3 separate regions of the Mus musculus genome follow, and all the other regions are linked to region 1. The links are chromatin contacts, called in public Hi-C and HiChIP or PLAC-seq maps. All regions are on one chromosome and are shown on one strand. The core of a region is the stretch at or near the end of the contact, and the rest is flanking DNA. Distances in the headings are between cores, read along the strand shown. Region 1 holds the start of Kif21b (kinesin family member 21B). Region 2 holds the start of Btg2 (BTG anti-proliferation factor 2). Region 3 holds the start of Ptprc (protein tyrosine phosphatase, receptor type, C).

The links. A called contact is a pair of places that touch in the nucleus more often than the background predicts. HiChIP or PLAC-seq counts read pairs in DNA pulled down with a chosen protein or histone mark.
Region 2: a Hi-C map of CD8 T cells shows a contact between it and region 1, with 4 times the contacts expected there. The contact joins the promoter of Btg2 here to the promoter of Kif21b in region 1. A contact is called at or near these places in 1 of 484 Hi-C or Micro-C datasets (CD8 T cells) and 3 of 115 datasets of contacts at active chromatin or transcription factors (bone marrow-derived dendritic cells, double positive thymocytes and large pre-B cells).
Region 3: an H3K27ac HiChIP or PLAC-seq map of bone marrow-derived dendritic cells shows a contact between it and region 1, with 4 times the contacts expected there. The contact joins the promoter of Ptprc here to the promoter of Kif21b in region 1. A contact is called at or near these places in 2 of 115 datasets of contacts at active chromatin or transcription factors (bone marrow-derived dendritic cells and thymic regulatory T cells).

What each region holds. Positions count from the first base shown.
Region 1 is chr1:136,128,976-136,133,755 of GRCm38.p6, forward strand. It overlaps Kif21b (kinesin family member 21B), which reads left to right and starts at 2,415. Exons shown (of 35, transcript NM_001039472.2): 1 at 2,415-2,787. The coding sequence starts at 2,747. Gm15850 (predicted gene 15850) reads right to left here and starts at 2,208. Exons shown (of 3, transcript NR_046170.1): 1 at 2,046-2,208; 2 at 418-530.
Region 2 is chr1:134,076,595-134,081,374 of GRCm38.p6, forward strand. It overlaps Btg2 (BTG anti-proliferation factor 2), which reads right to left and starts at 2,561. Exons shown (of 2, transcript NM_007570.2): 1 at 2,318-2,561; 2 at 1-1,109. The coding sequence starts at 2,459. The coding sequence ends at 775.
Region 3 is chr1:138,172,851-138,177,630 of GRCm38.p6, forward strand. It overlaps Ptprc (protein tyrosine phosphatase, receptor type, C), which reads right to left and starts at 2,276. Exons shown (of 32, transcript NM_001111316.2): 1 at 2,165-2,276. The coding sequence starts at 2,237.

The DNA.
Region 1 (4,780 bases), core at 1,165-3,664:
TGTGTGTGTGTGTGTGTAGCACTGAGGGCTCCATGCAGTAGCTGATCCTGAGAAACATCAAGGTTCATTAAGAAGAGCAGCTGGGCAGAGGTGGGAACACAGCAAAGAAGCAGTGGTTATTGACGCTGGAGAGAGCTCAGAGAGGGCAGAGACTGTCTTAGTCTTTCCCTGAACTAATCTAAATCTCTCCAAATGGCAGCTTAAGCCTCCTTCTCAGCTTGGATCCCCACATGACCTCAGCCCCGTTAGTCCCTCACTCCTGAACAGAAGAGCCCAGGAGTCAGGGTCTGGACCTCAGCCACCCAGCTCCTGCTTGCTAACCCCAGAGGGAGCTGCTGGGGTGGCTGGGGCAACTGGAACCTTGAAACCCTAATGGCTAGGAGGCCTGAGTCCGCAGCCATGGGCCTCCTTGCTTACCCTAGCTGCACACCCTGGATGTCAGGAGACACAGAGAGGAAAGCTCTGGTGGCATTTCCCAGCAGCGGAGCTCTGAGTCAGAAGGTCACCTACTGCTGGAAGTCTGAGCAGACCTATGGCAAACAGGAAGCTAGAGTTAAGTACCAAAGAAGTCCAGGGATGGGAGGGAGGGGGAACAGTTTAGGTAAAAACACATTATCTTTCAGGAGAGCTAAGCCTGTTGCTTGTGGCACCCCCGGGCAAAGCTGGGCCAATCCAGCTCCCTTCCCCACAGGCACGCCCTTAGAGGAATCCCTTAGAGGAATCGGGACGCCTAGAACCACTTGCAGAAGTCCAGATCTTCTGTGTGTTGCTTATGAGACTATTTCCCCACTTGCAAAATTGGGGGTAGGGGAGAAGGCTAGAACCTGGCTCATAAGGTTAGGAGAACAAACAAGAACAAAAGCACCAAGTACCTCCCCGTGTAAGCACCGCTCAGCTCTCCACATCCTCCTTTTGTTAGAAGACAGGGAGCAGCGTCCCAATTTCCCAACACTGTCTCTTGCTCTAAGGAATTTGATTCACTGGCTTTGGGTTTCAGATGCTAATATTAATAAAATATATAGGATCCCACCAGGACCCCTTACACACCACCATCACCACTACCTCTCTGGGGCTCTGGCTCTCCTCCTGTTTGCTACGAGGGTAGGAAGAATGAGCTGACCTAACTTTCACATTTTCCCTTAAAACTATTCCAAACAGGCACCTGGGTTCCCGAGTGGAGCAGTCACAGATGGGGGTGGGGAGTGGGGAATGATGGCACCAAGAAGTGGATCCTCAGGACCCTAACGTACATCCCAGCCAAGACGTCTCACAGGGTTTCATCATCTGAGGCTGATGCAAGAAGCTTGGAGCCAGACTCCCCTGCCTCCCCTCCCCCAGAGGTCTCCATCCACATCTTGAGCTGCAGCTGGGTCCTCCTCTTGGGCCTTTTCCAGAGGAAGGAGCTGGGTGAAGCCTGGGAAGGGAGGGCAGCTGGTGAGGGGCCCTGTGAATGGTCCTAATGTTGGTTGTTGGGGGGCAGGGAGAAGAGTGGGGCTGGGAGGGTGCAGGGGTGAACTGGAATGGGACTTGACTTCACATTACTGGTCTCCTTTCTCATAGCCCTGTGTTGAAAAGTCTCCTGGGCTAATCCTTTATATACATTTCTGATGGCAGCGCTGGCCTCCTTTGCCTTCTAGCTTCTCCCAGGTATCTGGAGTCAAGTGCTTCTTTGTTCCTACTACTTCCCAGGCAGATCTGGCCTCCCACATCGACTCCCCCACACACAACCCGCCCCCCCCCCCCACTGTCACAAAGAGTGTGAACCAGGCCCTGTGGGTCATAAAGGTTAGTGGGACCCTGGTTTAGTGAGGAGAACCTGAGCCAGTCAGCCATCAAAGCAAACTATGAGCTTAAAGATGTTGCAGAGTGGAGGTGGGGAAATTTACTTCCACATCAACAAGAATCCCCTTCAATAAAGGTTGGCGGATTTACCGAAATAAATGCAGAAGGGACACTTCGCTGACTCTTTCAAATTGCAAATTGCTCATCTCTATGAGATGCTTTGAGGTGCAGCACACCGCCCAGCCCAGAGACCAGGTTCTTACCCATGCCTAGCCACAGACTCGCTGTATGACCTTGGGGTGTTCCTCTTTGAGTCCCGTTCCTCATTTAGGAAAGGAAGATCCCACTGAGACTGAGGTACCATGACTTCGAGGGCCGTGGTTCCCGAATGGTCAACTTCCCAGGGACGAGTCCATCATGCCACTCCCGCTTTCACTCCCAAGCCCTCCAATCCTACCCCGCCCCTCCCAGCCACCCGATGGACGGGAGCCAAGAGGTCTCTTTAAAGGCTCAAGTCCCGCCTCTGCTGCTCGTTGGGGCCTTCTATTGGCGGCCTCTGGGAGGGGCGGGGCCCTGCGCGGCTCTGAGGGGCTGGGGGTGGGTCCTGAGGTGGCTCGGCCCCCGCCCCCTTTGTTCGCGCTGCGGCGGGAGGTGGCGGTCCGGGTGGGAGGTGTGTGCGCGCGCGTGTGCCGCGCTGTAGGGAGCTGCGGGTCTCACTGCCCGCTGTCAACGAGCTCAGCACCTCCGCGCGATGGCTGGAGGAGACGCATGGGACCAGCCCCGTGGGGCCGGCCGCGGCTGAGCCCCTCTGCCGCCTCCTGCGAGCATGTCACCTCCAGCCTACGAGGTCGCTTTCGCTAGCAGGGTCCCTGCCTCCGCCTTCTGCAGCCGCAGCCGCTGCCTGGAGCAGTGGCCCCCGGACCCCCGCCCCTGATCCGCGCCCAGACCCTGGTGCCGGAGGACCATGGCTGGCCAGGGCGACTGCTGCGTCAAAGTGGCCGTCAGGTAAGGGTCGATGGCGGGGAAGGGGCGTGCGAGGAGGGGTTCGAGCTTTGTCTCGCGTGTTCTCGGGCGGGGGGCGCGGGCACCGCTCGAGCTGGAGTCTGCAGTCCAGGAGGAGGGGCCGACGCGCGCTGGCCCGGCTGCCGCAGGGGAGCGGCGGCCCAGCGGACTGATGGAAGGTGGCTTTGTTTGGGTGGTAATTTCTGGCCCCTCTTGGGAGCACTTAATGATCAGAAAATCGAATAAACAAGGAAATCCGGTATTTCACACCCAGCTTTGGCCCAGGCCGGAGCGTCTGTGTGTTTCCTCTTGTCCTCCCCATGAGGCTGCTGTCTCATTCTGGGGTATAGGAGGGAATCCCCCCTCCCCCCATCTACCCCAGTTAGCCAGTTCTACGCTCTTGATCCAGCTCACCATCCTGGGAGCGGATACAACAGACAAAGATCGGTTGTGGGACCCATGAAAGGGTTGGAATGGTGCCTTGGCTTTCCACGGGGTGCCAATGGCTTTTGGAGAAAGCCCTGCTGGTCCTGCCCCAAGAGGAGATGGTGCTAGGGAGGAAGAAAAAGGTGTATCCGAGGGACTAATCCAGAAGGGGTGAAAGGGGTGACAGGACCCTAATGCTACATTCACAGGCACAAAGGTGAAACTGAGCAGGGGGGAAGGGCCCCTAGATTTATCTGGATTCCCATTCCCGATATCTGTAGGTATTAGAAGTAATCTGGCAGACATTAAGAGGAAAGAGGACGGGACTTAGTGGGTTCTTTTCCTAGGGGCACACAGGTGCAGGGACAGGAAATGCTACAAAGTTGAACTCTCTGTTCTTTGCAGAGAGTGAAGATGCCTCCCACCAGCTCTCCCGACTGTGTTTTGTGGTCTTCTCTTTAAGAAGAACATAGTGGGAGAGTAGCAATGTGAGTGAGCTGGTCACCAACTCACAGATGCACTGAGGAACATACATCTCTGGTTCTGGCCTTATAGAGTGGGGGAGGGGAGCAGTCAAATTCTAGGGTAGGTCCTTGAGACAAGTGTTCAAATCCCCTGGGTCAGAGATGACCCAGATTCCAGGGATCCTGGGAAGAAGCTCATAGACAAGATGAGAGAAATCGATGAGATAGGTTCTCTCTTCCTGCCCCAGAGCAGATGCCCACCCCCCAACTCTGTATAATCCAGAGAGAAGGCACGGAGGCTTAGTATATAATAGCTCAGGTGCTGAGGGAGGGAGATTGAGGGCTGCTGGTCCAGCAGCTCCTACAGCAGTCAGAACACCACCCGTGCACACACTCTGCCTGGCACTGAACAGCCTGAGACAAAGAGGAGCCCTGCAGGTGTCTGGTGGGCTGGTGGGGCGGAGCCAGGCTGCCACTGAAGCTGACATTGCAGCAGGAACCTTTGGAGGTCGAGGGAAGGGGAGCACGCATGGGCCGGGTGGGAGTGAGACATGTCAATATGGCATCTACAGCAGATGGGGAGAGGGGAGCTACCTGCCGTAAAAAGAAAATGGAAGCCCAACCTCCAACCAGTGTGAACCTGGACTGACAGGACAGGAGACGGGGTGCTCTATCCATGGGGTCTTTCCTTTAGACTCCATTTTACCGGAGAGAGCCAAACAAAGGCCTTCCCCCTTGATTCATACTCCCCAGTCTGGGCCTGGCATGGTAAAATATTGGAGTTCCCACTTCAGGAGCCTGGGGGCATGGGCACCTGTATAGAAAATAAAGGGAAAGCTAGTGTTCCTTCCCACAATGACTATCGGGACGTTTCTGGGACCTTTACCACAGAGAAGGGCTGGTGGCTGCCTTCTGCACCCAGGGCTTTGGGATGCTCTTCCTAACTGGAGTCAGCTGTGTATATGAAGTTGTGTGGAAATTGAACATCTGAAGCGCTAGCCTTTCCAAGGGCTCCAAAAAGGTGAGAGCCCCGCCCACTCATTCCGTCTGGCTCTAGATCAGCCAGCCCGGCACACGCCAGACCTCAATGGGCAACCGGCCGTGCA
Region 2 (4,780 bases), core at 1,311-3,810, 2.1 Mb before region 1:
CCTAAATTATTCACTATCCACCCATACAAAGCAGCACAGAGCAAAGCAAAGGTTTTGTGCAGGTCCTCTCCATCTTAGCCCCAAAGTCTTTGCGCGCCTGCCTTACATCCCACCCTCCAAAAAATGTTTAGACAGATTCCGGGCTGGGAAGCAAGCTCTTCAGGCCCCCAAGGGTAGACTCAGAAACGAGACACGGCTTCAAGAGACTGCTTAGAACAGAAGGGACAGGAGAGGCCTTTCAGTCTGCCCCTGATCTCAGCCGAAAAACAAAAGAGAAGATTAGGCAATGTAGTATTATTTAAGATCAGGCTTGAATGCCCCTGAGTAAGAGAGGGACCAGGCATACAGGCATCCCAGCTGGGACGGTAACCCAGAGCAGACCCTGACCCCTCTCATTCACAGTTGCTAACCTTGCTCCCTTCCACCACCTCCTGGGGGGATCAGCCAAGAATCCCCTTTTACCTTGGCTAGGCCAATCCCCAACCCATTCCCCTAGGCAAACACTGGCTCACAGATGCAATCAAGAACAGTTCTCTCCAAAGGCACCTGGGGAGGCCACTTCCAAGCAGCTCCCTTTAAAGAATTGTTTTTCTTTTTCTTTTTTTTTTAAAAAAAATCTTTTGGTTTTTTTCCTCTTTTCTTAAAAAAAAAAAAAAAAAACATGTATAAATAGCTCTTCATTTTAAAAATACAGTTCCCCAGGTTGAGGTATACGGTGGCCTGTTGTCAGGGCAGCATGAGAACAGTAGAGTGCCAGGGTCGGGTGGCTCCTATCTAGCTGGAGACGGCCATCACATAGTTCTTCGAGGGGCTGCTCCTGCCCAGCATCATCTGGTTCTTGCAGGTGAGGAGCCCATAGGAGGCAGCCACCGGGGCCTCCTCATACAGGACACAGATGGAGCCATCCTCCCCGATGCGGTAAGACACTTCATAGGGATCAACCCACAGGGTCAGCTCACTGGGCAGCAGCCGGTGCAGCTGGGGCTGGCTGAGTCCAATCTGGCTGGCCACCTTGCTGATGATGGGGTCCATCTTGTGGTTGATACGGATACAGCGATAGCCAGAACCTTTGGATGGTTTTTCTGGAAACCAGTGGTGTTTGTAATGATCTGTGGAAAAAAACAAGAGGAAGATGCGCCGTTAGAAAGCATTCTCTGATGTTTACCACAAGGGGAGGATGAGGGGAGAGGGCTGGGGAGGAGACTTCCTCTTCTCAGCGACAGTATTTAAGAGCCTCTCCTTAAACTCCCCCTGCCACTTAGAAAGATTCCTGGGTCCTTTCCAAGTTTTTGTACACTGGAAAGCAGCCCCAGAGCTTTCAGGTAGATGCTCTATGGTGGTCATGGATATTTTTGGCACAATCCTGTTTAAGGCAGGAAGGGCTAGCAAGAACCGGCAGGGCCTCTGACGACCAAGGCACTGAAATTTCAAAGCCGGTAGGTAAGCGGCCAATGTTGTTGGTTGCCCAACAAGTCACAAGGCCTCTCATCCCTTCCGCATCAGAAGAGTTTTGAGATCTTTAGCAAAGGTAAGGGGATAAAAAATGGTTTTGTTTTGATGAAACAGCTGTTGGTCCTCAGATCTGTGCCAACATGTTGAGAGATGGCTATCGCAGCCCAAGGCAACCAACCAGTTATAACAGCTGCGGACAGAGGCTAAAGGGTGGCTTATCACTCCTCCACCTCCGTCCCTCACACCCTGCCTCCATAACACACACACCCCCTCCCCGCCCTCGCAGTTGGCTAGGCTACCAGGCTCTTTTCTGTACTACAATAGGTGGCAGATGGTGAAGAGGGACCAAAAAAGAAAAAATACAAAGGGGGCCCAGATTACAACTTGCAGCGGGTAAACACGCGGCAGAATGGGCCTGTATGATGACAGGCTCAGGACTATACAGCAACAGTGGCTAGGACTCAAGAGTTGTCTAGAAAGTTCAATTGCGCATAAAAGTCGCACAGCTTGGCCTGGCTTCACATCCCCTGAGGGTCTGTTGTTCTCCAAGATTCGGAGATAAGGGTGAGCTCGGACTCTGAATACACACACACACTGACTTTTCTCATGGTGTTGTCAGGGTCTCAGAATGTACTCAAGGAAGAGGGTCGGAGCCTCGGGAGCGAGGCGGGGACTGGAGGGCTGGGAGACGGGGACTTAACCGAAGGGACAGAGGACCATCAGTGGCCTCAGAGATTAATTAGAGAAAGACATCTGAGACCCGGAGTTGTTCGCGTAGGGGTCCCCGTCACAGAACAGTGATAAAGACACCCCAGGCAAGAAGTGGCCGCGCCCGAGTGGTTCCAAGACCCCGACGTGTGCTCACCGGTCAGTGCGTCCTGGAGCGCCCTACTGAAAACCTTGAGTCTCTGCTCGCTCACGCAGCCCCGAGTCCTCAGGAGACTGGAGAGGAAACCCACGGCGGCGGCGATCTCCGGGAGCATGTCGGTTCTCTTCCCGTGGCTCATACCGGTGGCTGAGGAAGTAGCTGTATTAGAACGATGATGACGGTCTGGCCACCTCTCGGGCTCTGCCCGGACTTTCCCCGGGCTGCGCCTTTCATACCACTCGGGGAGGCGGGGAGCCGTCGGTGGCGCCCATTGGCCGACGCTGGCGGATGGGGGCGTGCCCCTCCGGTGTCTCGCCTCTCCCCTCCGCCTGCGCCCGCCCCTCTCCGCCCCGCCCGCCAGCTCGCCCGCGCCTCCCAGGCGCTGAGGTCATCGCTCACTGACGTCATTATTGGGAACAAGCACCGGACTCCCGTGCTGTGGGAGGCAGGCGGGAGAGGGCCTTGGACCTGGGCAGAGGAAGCGCGCTACACCGGGCATGCCCGGACGTCGTCTCTGCACAGCGCCAAAACCCAGGTTGCCTGCTGCCTCCTCCAGGATGCCCTCGCCGATGTTATTTCTCCCATGTCTCCTGACAGACACTGACAGAGCCGTTCACCCCCCTACCTGAACATCTCTGCCACTCATCCCCCCAGCTGATCAAAACGGGTTCCTCGTGTTTTCAGCAATGGGGATTGTATTCTTTTTGCTTCCATAATAATTCCACCTCCCCCAACAAATTCTGCTCTTCCTCTTCTGTAATTGCCTAAAAGTAATCAGCTCTCACTGTTTGGTGGGAGGAGTGTCGAGGAGAGTATTTTCTGTCCGTAGGGTTATTTTTCCAGCACTCACTTTCCTTTAAATGGCAGTGTCTGTGTGTGTGTGTGTGTGTGTGTGTGTGTGTGTGTGTGTGTGTGTGTGTGTGTGTGTGTTTAAGTAATCTGGTGTGAATTGTACAAAGTTTTCCATCAGTTCCCTGCCCCTCCCTCTTCCCTGATTGTTTTCCTTCCTTTTTGTGCACTGAGGCTTTTGTAAACACTAGCTCCCCAGAGGAAAGGCTTCAGGTCTGGCTTGTCTACACGCAGGGGCTCAGGGACTGGTGCCAGGAAGCTAGGCAGACTACTGAGTGGGGCAACTTGTCACCCACATCTCTGAGCCCTGCACAGGATGGGGCCTGAATTTAGCGCCATGGCTTGTGTAAAATCCTGTTTTCCCTGAGTTCTAAGCCAGGCTTCTCTCCCTGTATCCCTGGTCTGAGCCACCAGCTTCCCTACCTGGATCCTCTGTATCCACCCTACCCCATTTCCCTCTTCCCTTTTCTCTCCACTGTCTGTTTTGCTGCTTGTTTTTCTTCAGTGGACTTCCCATCAATACTTCTGTCCCTTTTCCCACATGCTCTATCCCTCCCTCTAAATGTCTAGTGCTCCCTCTAAAGCTACCTCCCTCCCTGTTCCCCCTTTCAGACAAAGCTACTGATCACTGTCCCTATAGCACCCAGACCCTCTTTTTGCTTCCTCAGACCTGGTCCCAAGACTGTTGGCTTCTTCATCCCTAAATAATCTCAGTGGGTTCCTTCCCCTCCCATGCCCAAAGCACCTTCCCGGAAAGAGTCTTTTTCTAAAGTGTCCATCTGCTTGCTCTTGCCTTGCTCAAACCATCTGAGACAACCCCTCCCCCCCTTGCCAGGTTGCCTGGACTCATTTGCCTGACCAGCAAGACATTTCATCATTTTCTACAAACGACCTACCTTTGTAGGTTCCTACCACTTTGTACTATAGGGTCCCTTTCGTCACTGTCAGAAGACAGTATCACGACAGCTCTGCCATCTGGGTCACAGAATTTCCCCCACTATTCACTTGTCTATAACATGGCCCTTATCTCACACACCATGGCTGTGTCTTTAACTCGGAGTACCTTCCTACCTCTTAGCCGCCAATGCATACTCCTGCAGATCCCTGAAACTTCACCTTGAAAACACATGCCATCCTCCCAATGCTGAACTGATGTTACCCCTGTGGTCACTTAGCTCATCACAAACTGGGGATCCTCCTGCCTCAGCCTTACAAGCAGGACCTCTCCCCCTGGCCCAGCATCAGTTTACAAGGGACTTGGGAGTGGGCTACTATGTTGTATGCCTCATATTTCCCGGACACCTCTCATTTTGAATGTTCTTCCTTCTGTTTCTCGGGGTGAATCAAAATGCCCTGGGACTCTAGCAATCTGGCATTAAACACACCCCTGGATGGCTTCTTCACTGCCCCTCCTCTAGGGCTGGGACAGGAAGGGTGAGGTGATTATTCCTGCTTTTTTTTTTTTTTAAACAGGAAGCAGGGCTGACCTTGTAGAAAGGTAACCTAGATGCAATGAACCAGAGAGGTCAGCTGTCAGCAAGGCCAGAATTGACCAAGGCTAGCCACCAAGGAAGGCAGCCGAATAGGTCAAAGCGCACAAGCCTGATCTGA
Region 3 (4,780 bases), core at 1,026-3,525, 2.0 Mb after region 1:
TATAATGCTGCCATAGAATTACTTACAACTTTTAAACAAGCCTTCAGAGTCCAACTGACCTGGCAAAGAGGCACAAAGCAGTAAGATCGTGGACATTTTATAATTTGGGAACACAGCATCACAGTTGCCCTGGAAGACCTTAAATTTGACGTTGGTCTCATTTGGATTTCATAAGCTAAATAAAATGCTGGAGTGCTGTGTACTCTCCATGGATGCTTCATTAGTGTTTTACTGTACTAATTTATTTTTCTAAAGCATATAATAAAATGTTGCTCCCTGAAAGTGCATTTCCTGTAGATACCACATTAATTTATCACATGAAAAGAAAATGTAGGATCTGAGTCATTTTTTGCTTAATAAAGTACATAATTTAAAGCCTTAATATGTTCTCAACACTAAATAAAAATGTGTCTTGAAATGCTAAACACCATTTTCAAATACAAATGATCATGTGTGTGTGTGTGTGTGTTTCTAACAGTAAGTTTCTAACACACTCTAAGGAAAACTGTCAGAGTCCTATAGAAAAATATTTATCCTCAGTATTATATTAAGCTTGGTCTTTATAAAAACCGTTCTATCTGTTAGCAATTTATCAACTATCCTTTATCTATATATTGGTTAATAATCTATATTTTAGAATAAAGTATTTAGGAAAGTTGATTTAAAGGTTTCTAGGACCCTTTATGTACATTTTTATGGTGAATTCAAAGATGTTTCTTGTGCAAAAAATATCAATATCCTAATTTATAATTTGGGGGTGACTTGCTCTACAATCTGAAGGTACCTTAATGTTCTTTCTCACCCATTTAAAGAAAATCGGAAAATTGCCCCGAGTGGGGACTTACAGTGGAAATATGCCAATATATGATAAAATGTACAATCTTCAATTCTTCTCTATAATTCTCTTTACATTATAACAAAAATCATAGAGAGCTCACGACCTGGGAAGTAGTTGGTGCATTGTGACAAGATTCTGTGGTGCCCTGCATTGTTTAAAATCATCTTATGCCAGATAAACCTCATCCAAGCAAATTCGCAACTTACCTAACTGGATTTTCTTTTGAAAAAAAAATCCATCTTTCCAATTAAAAAGCAAAACAAACTTATTGTGATAACATCAACAAACAAGTATCTGAGGCTGCATTTCTTTTCCAGGCCCTCAGACAACACAGAGCAGACGTTAGCCGGCTTAGTACCAGGGATTTCTTTGGAAACGAGAGGAGTGAACATCAGGAAAAAAATAAAATTGAATTCTGATACAATTAACTATTTTCCCCATTTAAAAGTATCTTAGATTAAACACTACAAGGAGAAATGCCATCTAGCTGTAACTTGATAATCAACTCATGTCTCAAAGAGAAACTACTCCAGAAATAATTATTGACCAGACCAGATATGTAAGAAGGACTGAACCTTCAGTAAGCAGTGCCTGCCTGGTCACCCTGTCCTGAAGGACACAGCATTTGTAGGAATTTTATGAACTGTAACACACGTCTACCTTTTCAAGGCTGTACTCTGTACCCATCACCCAGGAAGGGCGGTGGCTCTACCAGAATTTCCACAGCAGAATTCATAGGAAGCATTATCTCAGAACTAAAATGATTAATTCAAAACACATTCGATGGTAAGACAACACGGAGAGTTTTTAAAGCACCTAATGTGCTCTTCAGCCTTTCTGTAGCTGAGCATTCAAAACCCTATTTTAATAATCATTAACATTTGAGGAAACAACCCTTTGTCTGAAGAGACTGGCTTACACACAAGCAAAGCTGTCTCGTGATTTTAAACCTTTCATATTTTGATCAAAAGCATTAAAAGCTGACTTAATTAACAATTCCTCTAACCATAGCAGATGCAGGTTGGATCAATTGCTTTAGCTACATTCCTGAACAGTTTCCAAATAAAGAGAGACAAAGAGAGTCAACTTTCCTATTAAAGTGTGATCTTTCCCCGAAACATTTATGTATTTTGAACAGAAGCAGTGTATGCTGCCCTCCACTAGGCCTTGTTTCTCTGAACAACGGCAAACTTGAACATGGAGTAACGAATCTTCTTACTTTCAATATCCATCACACGCAACTTTTAAAAATAGCCATTTCAACCTAGCCTTTGCCACAAAATCAACAAAATACAAGGAAGTAAAAATGAATATGGGTGTGCTTACCTGTGACAAAGACTTCTGTGTCCAGAAGGGCAAATCCAAAGGCCAGAAGTTTGAGCCACAAACCCATGGTCATATCTGGAGATCAGCTGTGCCCCTAAGAAATAGGGTCTCCCTGAAAGGCAAAATAATGGTTATCTCTCTTGAAGTTTGTCTCTGTAAAGCTAAGTCAAAACTAAAAGAAAAGAACGCATACTTTGCACTCTGTCTTATCAGATGGGGAGCAAGTTTCCTACTCTCTTACCCTAAGAACAAACCACTTGCTAGCTACATGCACTGCTAAATGGTGATGTCAGATTCGGTTTTACTAACTTCTCCAAAAATACTGTAAAGGGTCCTCTTTGCAGGAAGTTAAAAAAAAAAAAAAAAAGGTCGTTCAAAGTCAGTGCAATGGCTTCTTACTTCCTTAATTCAAGTAATTATGCTGTTAGCGGTTCGTCTCAATTTTCCTCTAAAGGAAAACAGTTTTAAACTATATAAATATTGCTCCTTTTTAATATCTTTTTAAGGAAGCTTTATTCAAAAACAATACATCCCTCCCAAGTCATCAATAATTTTCTTACCCAAGATATGACAAGCTTCCACATGAGTATAACAACATAGGGGTTGGCAAGATAACACAGTGACTAAGCTGGTACGAGGCTCTGAAGTTCGTTGAAGACGACCAAGTGACCCAAACCAACTGTCTTTCTGCTTATGTCTGCCAACTCCTGTTATTTACCATAAGGAGCTCAGACTCAAATGGTATGCCTATTTCCTCGGTGATGTGGCTTTCCTATGCAAAACTACCTTCACTGGCTTTAAAGAGCCTCCCAATTTGTTTTTCAGGGCTGCTGGTGGTGGTTTCATTGAGTTTTATGCAGGTATCTCCTTGAGTGGTGGAGTGAGACTCTCCTCTGTGCATCAGTGAATTCTGCTTCAAGACAGGAGTGCCCCTACATTTGGGGTTGCTCTGTGCTATTTACCAATGAAAGAAGAGCAATGAAAACCAAGCCTTGTCTTTTACAAAGTTAACTTGTTTCTTTTGATCATAGTATTTCCCCACCCCACCACACACATCCCTGATCAATTTCACATGTATATTGAATTTGCATTATTTCCCCCCACTCTCTCTTTTCCCCAGAACCCTCCTATGTCCAAATACACAGATTCATCCCTAATTCATACCATTTATTCTTTAACTTTTATTGCTACACACACACCTACAAATAAACGCATCCCTACACACACATACACTCATACACACACACCCCTACACATGTATACACACACTCACACACACACACACACACACACACACACCTGAAGGTATAACCTACTGAGTTTGTTTAGTGGTGTATGTGTGTGTGTGTGTGTGTGTGTAGATGTGTAGATGTGTAGGTGTGTGTGTATGTGTCTGTGTTTGTCTGTGTGTACATAGGGTTGACTACCTGGTATCACATAACTAGTTAGGGAGCTCACCATGCGAAAGTCTAATTCTTATATTCAGCAGTCCTTAACTACCTTTCATGCTTCATCTTGAGTGGGGGCCTCTGAGATTTCCCTCATGAACTTTAGCATATCAACTGATCTTGTCACCATTAAGGTCTTGCTAAGGTAGTAAGCCATTTATTGAGGTTTCATGATGATACCCTTCCCGTATACCTAAAAGACACTATCTTGTAGCAGACGTCCTGGTCCTCTGGCTTTTACACTCTTTCCACTCCCTCTTCTGTGAAGTTTTCTGAGCTTGAGTAAGTTTCCCAAGCCTTGTGTTACAGATGCATCAAATTGGGTTGGAAACCTCAAGGTCAGTCATTCTCTGAGTTTGACTGGTTGTGGCTTTCTATAATGTTCTCCCTCTACTACCAAAAGAAGACTGAATGAATGATGGTATTCTCAGGGAGTTTGCCAATAAGAACATGCCTACAGTATTTTAAAGGTTCCTGTGAATTCAACAGTACAATTAAATGGATCTAGTAATATTTTGCTATCTACTTTCATTTAAAAACAAAAGAATATACACATAACTTAGTGTTTGAAATATGTAGATAATGGGAGACAAGTAGACACAGTGATTATAATCCCTAATTATGAAATACCATAGGGTCTTGTGTTTTCGTGTGTGTGTGTGTGTGTGTGTGTGTGTGTGTGTGTGTCTGTGTGTCTGTGTGTCTGTGTATCTCTGTGTCTCTCTGTGGGTTTGTGTGGTGTACATGTGTTCATCCACCTGTGTACATTTGAAGGCAAAAAGGTAATGTTAGGTGTCTTCTTCTATCACTCTATACATGTTTTTGAGTTAGGGTATCTCACTGAAGCTGTGCTCAGCATTTAGGGTAGACTGTGTGATCAATGAAGCCCTGTCTCTGAGTCCCCAGGATTGGGGTTACACACATGCATAGTCACTTTTACAATGGGTTCTGGAGTTCCAAACTCAGGTTCTCATGCCTGTACAGGCAAGCACTTTTCCCATTCAGCCATCTCTGCAGCACCCTGCAGATACATTTTTGATGCTTAAAACTTTGTTTTCCTCTTACTTTGATTTCAAGGAGCTGCAGGGTCAAACTTGCACATCCCCCTTTCTGTACATGGAAATAACCTTACAACTTAAATTCCAGGTAATAAAATTCTAAAGCCTCA